Regions from separate parts of the Anas platyrhynchos genome. Here region 1 is linked to region 2. A link is a contact called in public Hi-C data. All regions are on one chromosome and are shown on one strand. Each heading gives the region's core, a stretch centred on a gene start, on an enhancer-like site or on the middle of the called end of the contact. The rest is flanking DNA. Distances are from core to core; before and after follow the strand shown. Region 1 overlaps MICU1 (mitochondrial calcium uptake 1). Region 2 overlaps MICU1 (mitochondrial calcium uptake 1).

What was found. Hi-C and Micro-C count contacts between places; a contact is called where the count stands out from the background.
Region 1: a contact with region 2 is called in a Hi-C map of skeletal muscle, with 1.9 times the contacts expected there. The contact joins two enhancer-like sites.

Annotation. Positions count from the first base shown.
Region 1 is chr6:6,760,939-6,764,083 of IASCAAS_PekinDuck_T2T, forward strand. MICU1 (mitochondrial calcium uptake 1) reads left to right here. Exons shown (of 15, transcript XM_038181198.2): 11 at 2,184-2,381. Among named protein-coding and RNA genes, the nearest start is that of DNAJB12, 17 kb to the right of the region's middle. Within about 2 kb of position 1,858, at least 4 of the 8 cell types and tissues checked have an H3K27ac peak or open chromatin away from gene starts, as enhancers often do.
Region 2 is chr6:6,725,295-6,728,884 of IASCAAS_PekinDuck_T2T, forward strand. It overlaps MICU1 (mitochondrial calcium uptake 1), which reads left to right. Exons shown (of 15, transcript XM_038181198.2): 6 at 1,978-2,140. Among named protein-coding and RNA genes, the nearest start is that of MICU1, 28 kb to the left of the region's middle. Within about 2 kb of position 1,272, at least 1 of the 8 cell types and tissues checked has an H3K27ac peak or open chromatin away from gene starts, as enhancers often do.

The DNA.
Region 1 (3,145 bases), core at 608-3,107, 36 kb after region 2:
TGTCACTGCATCTATAGAAAGGAATAAAATTACCTTTTAGCATCGGAATGTATTGAAGACTGATCTTGCAGAGCTTTTGAGTCAGCGGATGAAGGGACTGCTTCGGGAAGTGAGAAGAACCTGACAACATTGAAGCCAGGAAAAGTGTTGGAGACCACTTTTGACCCAAATGGTTAGTTGAAGCAAATTGCCACCATCTGCTCCTTGCAGATAGCAGCATAACTGATTGCTGCACTTTGCAAACAAAATTCAGGTAAACACATAGCTTCACTGGCAGGCACATGGATTTCGTTTTTGTGTAAGCACAGACACAATCATTTGTAAAAGAAATATTTCCTCACTCCTTATGGAGATGCCTCGGGACATTTTAAGGATGGCAGGGTTTGAAAACTTGTCCCATAAACATTGTAGCTGGCAGGGACAGGCAGAATTGCCATTTCCTAGGGAATACGTCACTAGAAGCGACGTCAGGTTAAAAGGGCAGTGCCTTTTTGTGGAAAAGGGAAAGAAAAGATTGGGCTCGAGCATCCTACCATCACTGCTGGCTGTGGGCACGTGGGAATGAATTTCATACTCCGTTTTCACACATCGTCTTTGGAGAGAGCCAGCAGCAGGTCTCTCTTCTCATTAACATCTGCAGACCTTGAGTGTTCATCAAGGAAAAAAAAATCACTTGTGGTAATGGAGCTAATATGCGAGTGAGAGGCTTTAACTACCCACCAGGAAGATATTAATTTCTTGTGCCTCGCTGAAGAGCCTCGGATTTTTTCCTGCTGATGCATAGACACAGCGCATAGCGCTAAATAGTTTGGTGCCTGCATCAGGATCGTCTTTAGCTTCTCATCCTTCAGGATGTAAACCAGAAATTGTTAGTTTACGCTCCTATTTTTAATTAAAATGCTGGATGGAAAGCAGTTAACTCACAGGCAGTGTTATCATTTCTCTACAAACCATTGCTTTTAACTATTTTCCTTGATTTTTTCCCCCTGTCTGGTCCAAAGGACGAAAGAGATCAGACGCTTAAGCTGAAATGCATTTACAACTAAAGACGACAGCAAAGCATCTGTGCAGAGCCGTACGATCGATGAGCTGTGGGGGAGGACAGCACTGGCAGGACTGGAGAACAACTTGTGGCGGCTGCCTGCCTTGCTGGGTATTAGGAGAATTCCCGAAAATAGGTACCAGCCAAATGGGTTTGGCTCCGCTGCCCACAGATGGACGTCCAGACTGTCTGGGGCTTCTTACGGATGGGGAGAGAAAGAGAGAGAGCCACGGGGCTGCCTGGCCCGGGGTGCCCTGTAAATAACAGCCGGGGGGAGATGCTCTATTGAACCGTCTGCAGCGGGGTAAACATTTGCTTCTGCAGAAGCAGGGGCAGGTTTCCAAGCTGGTCATAAACCGCATCCCTTCAGGCAGCTGATAAATATTTGCCTGAAACGTGCGTGCGGAGCTCACGGTTCAAGCGGAGCACAAAGCAAAAGAAGGAGCTGCTGTTTCCAGGGCTGCTGCGAACCAGAGGACAAGATCGTGTGCTGCCTTCTAGAAGGCACGGCATGCTGCCGAGAGCTTGAGAGGAAGAGTTTTTTAACTGGTAAACCTTGCGCCTCTCCTCTGCAGTCTCCATCCCTTTTTAAACACAGGGCTGTGCACGATGTTCATGCACTCACTCTTCTCTGCAGCTGCTCCCCCATCCCTGCTCATGACTTCTCACTTTCTGGGTGTTTTATTCAGCTTCTAGACCACGGAACTTGACCAGGACACACACACGGATGGTTTGCTGGGATTCCCAGGGCAGAGGGTTTTGTAAGATGCCGCTGTTATGGTGCCTGACCTCACACTTGGCCATGTTTGTGCAAATATCCGTCTGCTGATAACCCAGATGCGTTGTGGGGTGTGTTCTGCCGGGGGGTTGTTTGGGCTGATGCTGTCCGAGGAGCCCTTTGCTCTGCTTTGGGCAGCCCCTGCCCAAAGCTCGGGTGATAGAGGAGCTTACAGTCGTGGCAGAGAACATCAGGCAGCAAGAAGGGGTGCCCTTGGGTAGAAAAACCCCGATTTTGTGCATGGGGCAAAGGAAATGCGATGTGAGCTAGCTGGAGCTAGTGCCAGCTAACCAGGATACTTGGTTAAAAGAAGTCCAATCCAAGTGAATTTGGTACTAACATCCTCCCTCTTAATTTTTTTAGGTCCAGAGCATCATTCGCTCCCAAACCAGCATGGGCATGCGCCACAGAGACCGGTCGACCACTGGGAACACCCTGAAGACCGGCTTCAACTCTGCGCTGACCACCTACTTCTTCGGGGCAGATCTGAAGGGGAAGCTCACCATCTCCCACTTCCTGGAATTCCAGCGCAAGCTGCAACACGACATCCTCAAACTGGAGGTTTGACTTACTTTTGTGTACAGGGAGAGGGCAGCGCTGCATGTCCGTGCTGAATTTGTGAGGAGCGTGGTGCTCCCCAGGAACACCTCCAGCTCTCTGCAGTGGCGGAGAGCTTTTTGGAGCTCTTGTGGAGCTGCAGCAGCAGGAGGCAGGTCCTGGTGTGTGTCCTCCATGTGGGGCTTGCCTAGGCTTGGTAAGTGGTGATTGAGACCAGGAGTTATAACTTTCACAAAACTCTTTCCCCGTTTGCTTCACTGGTGTGAACATTTCTGCTGTGTAAGCATTCAATAAGAAATGTCCATCTATTCTGACTCTTCTGCCTTGAATTGAACTGAATGTCCCCTTTTTAATGTGCATCACCATGAGTTAACAGCAGCACCCAGTCTCCTCCTTGTAGTTGCATAGCCTGACTTCAAGCACCAAGCTTCAAAATTTGGTTTTAAATAATGTGAGTGCGAGAATAGCAATGGGGATTCCTTGGGGTCTGTCTTGGCCCCCAGGTGGAACTGACTTGGTTTAATGCAACGCACTTCTCCGGAGCAGGTTCAAGCTGGTTTGGGTAAAGCCAGGTTTTTCTTTGTGTCAGAAGTGAGGATTTTATGCTCCCAGCCAGAACGTGGTTAAGGCAGCATTCGGAGGTCACTAAGGCTTCTGCCTGGTGTGTGAATGCCCACGTGCTCAGTGCTCAGGCTGTGGGATCCTGCTAATGAACGGCGTTTTATTAAGTTGCCGTCAAGGCAGCCACTGTGAACCCAACCTGAATT
Region 2 (3,590 bases), core at 22-2,521:
GTCAGGCTGTGAACTGAGATGCTAATTAGAGCTTTATTTTTTCATGTCTGCATGGGATTTTTTTCCTCTTAACACAAAGCTTAGCAGCAACACGACTGCAGCAGTGCCACGCAACAGTGGCATCAGCTTTGGGATTCCTTGCTCATCTTCCTTCCCCAGCACGTGCTCTGTAAGAAATGCCATCATAATAATAAAACAAGAGCGTGCTTGGCCAGGGAAGTGTCTTGGAGCCTCTTGTAGGCAAGAGGGTTGTGGAGGAGGGCTGCCCAGGATGGTTTTATCAAGGTTGGTTAGAATTAGCTTAAAAATCTCCTAAATGGGGGTGTGCTTAGCACTGGGTCTGAAACAGGCGAGCTGTTAGCACTCGGCGAGCCCCAGCCATCCCTTTCACGAGCTGCCCTTGTGTTCAGCCGGGTGCTGAAGTCAGAGGGGCAGGTCGTGGGGTGGTTGCTCATTTCTGCCAGTTAGGAAGATGATGTTAGCAGAAATGAGGTAATTGTGAGTTCAGCTGTGGGCAAAAGGAGGCCGGATTGCTGTGTTTGCTCATCTCCCTGGGAAGTTTGGGAAAGTGTGATTTCGGTTGTGATGAGAGCAGCCTGCTGGAACAGGTGGTTTAGATCTGACTTCTTTCTTCCAGACTGAATTACTCAAGCTGCTGCTTCGTTATTGCTTTTGGGAGCCACCTCGTGCTGCCAAGTGGTCTTTGTTCAGTCCCCATATCTTAGAGGACCTTGTGGACTTGGGCAATAAAAACGGGATTAGGTTTGTAGGGGCAAAGGCTGGGGACAGGAGGAAGAGGTGACAAAAACGTTGTGTGAAAAAAGAAGAAAAGAGGAAAGAGGGAGCTGGCGTAGGGGTTGATGCAAGGGTATTGCTGTGGTCCTGATGGGCTTCGGTATGAAAAAAAAGCTACGGTGATGTTAGGAGGAGTGTGAGATGATGTCAAAGCCGTATCAGTACCTCTGCGGCTGCAGGTGGGACCTTTCTCGTCCCCCAGCCACAGGCTGCCGGGGAGCGGAGCTGCACCGCGTGTAGGGAGGAAGGCTCTGTGTCCCTTGGAGGGATGAGAAGCCTCGTTTTGTCCTAGAAATATGAAAAATGAGAGAGGGTGTTTTCTCCCCGATAAACATCAGGGTGGAGAAGTTGTCCGAGTGAAAGGACAAGGCTGAAACAGGACCAAAGGAGTAAATTATTTACAGATGCCTTGGCAGCACCCTTGATCTTGCCTGGTCTCTTCCAGCTGATTGTTGTTTTTTTTGTTGTTTTATTTTGTGGCTCTTGGCCAGGAGTACCGAAAGCTTCAAGAACAAGATGGACTGTTAAACAGGGCGTGTAATAATGCAGAAACAACGAGCTAAACTAATAAGAGAAGCCGTCTGCTCTAACGCATGATGAAGTGTAGGGCTTGGTGCCTTTTTCCCCCTAGGTCATGGTTTTGATTACAAAAGCTTTGCTCTCTGATTAATTCTAGTCCTGTGTTTTGGGGAAAATAGTTCTAGGTGCAAAATCACTGCTGGCAGAGGTAGCCAGTGGCAAATTAGCACGGAGAAGACTGGCTAACCAACACTTTTGCAGTTTTGCCAAGGTGATAGGAAAGAGGGCAGAAGAGGCTCAATGCCCGAGCAACCAGCTGAGGCTCCAAGTCATTTTCTCCAAGGCCCAGCTTGAAGGGGAAGGACTTTCCCATCTCTTGATGACTTTTTTTTTTCTTTCAATTCATAGTCATGAACCAGACTGTTCGACACAGTGAATTTGGTTAGAAGTGCTGAGACGCTTTAGATTAACCCATTTGATGTTAGTGCTTTTTGGTGTTATACGTGGAAGTGTCTTCAGGGCTTTTTCATTTGACTCTTCATGGTGGCAGAGGAGAGACAAAACTTACCGCTAGTGAAGGCTCGCAGTGTAATCCTGTGACACTGGGTTAGGTGTCTGGGGTGGAACCGTGCACATCTCATGCTGGTTATGTTTGATTCCCAGGTGATGGAGTACGAGAACAGGATCAGAGCCTACTCCACGCCAGACAAAATCTTCAGATACTTCGCCACTCTGAAAGTGATAAATGAGCACGGCGAGTCTGAGGTTTTCATGACGCCACAGGATTTCGTGAGATCGATAACACCTAATGAAAAACAACCCGAAAGTAAGTGACGTATGTGTGTGCTGATTGCAGAAACTAACCCAGCAAAGAGGAGTAAACTGCAGTCTCTTTTTACCCTATCCTCAAATTTCATATCAAATAGTTACGTTGTTGAGTATCATCTGTCTCTGTGTTGACTCGTACAGCACAAATTGGGGGGTTGCTCTCCAGTTAGTGCCTGGGCTGCTGCCACAATAAAAAGTGGTGTTCTCACCCCAATAAAAAAGTGGTGTTCTCACCCCATGCTTTATGCCAATGGGATGAAGTGCAAGAGGACAAGGGAGCTGCAATGAACAGAGGAGGAGGGCAGAAGGCTACTGATGTATGAGCCAAACTCATCTCTCCAGCAGAGCCTGCAATGTGTCCGTGCAAGTTTATAAGTGGTTGTCTTGCAATGCTGCCAAATAATGTTGATAATTCAGGTTTGTAAGTGTTGCTCTGAGTTCTTGGGAGTTTTGAACCCAGGAGTGCTCGGGCTTAGAAAGCACCTCCTGAAGCTAGCGTGCATATTTAATAGAGCAAGATTCCTTTCAAGTGAAACACAGTAAGAACCGTTCCTAAACCTACAAAAAGAGAGTGCTCTGCCAAGGAAATTGAGGAATAGAGGAGTACAGGTAGCTTCATGTGCCCAGCTGAGCTGTGATGCTGCTGGCCAGGGTGGGCCTTGTCTCTGCCTGCTTCAAATTCCCTGATGTCTGTGCTGGAGCACATCCGTCCTGGTACCTGGATGGGTCTGGGAGGCAACAGGCTGGAGAGCAGATGCTGCTTTTCTAGGATGAAAAACTGTCCTGAGCGTTTGGGAGGCTGGGTTTTGCAGGGTGGTGGGAGGGGTTTGCATATCTTCTGTTTTGGAGGAGACATGTATTGTGGGTGAGGTGTAGGGGATTGGATTTATTAGTCTCCCACAAAGTATCTCAAAGAACAAAGCACGTTTTGTCAAACTAAAACTCTCTGCAGGCATTAATGTGGAACCTCAACCCCCAAATACCCACCTTCTGAGAGCGGGGTTTATATACAAACTAGGAAACGGTTTGATGTCTTGTGGCAGCTGCTGAATAAATACTGTGTTCCCTTGTGCTTAGAAAACAACCATGTGAAGCGTGCGTGCGGGAGGGAAGGAAGAATAATCCCATTATCACCTTAGTGTTAAAACACGCTGGTGAATTGATATTAATGTCTTCAGGTCCTGAAAATGGCAGTAGTTTTTCATATTAATTACTTGGTTTCACCCTCAGCGATGGAGTGGCTTGAGCAATGACCAGAAGGCAATGTTCAGAGATGCTGAAAACGCATTACTATTTTCCACGTCTGGAGCTCCTTGAGTTAGTACTTGCAGTAGCACCTGGCTGAGTGTGAGGCTTCCCGTGTAAGTTATTTTTTGTCAGCCTGCTTAAAAACAGAAACCATCCCATGCTTAATTTTAAGCCATTTGATTCTCTTTTTCTACCATGTA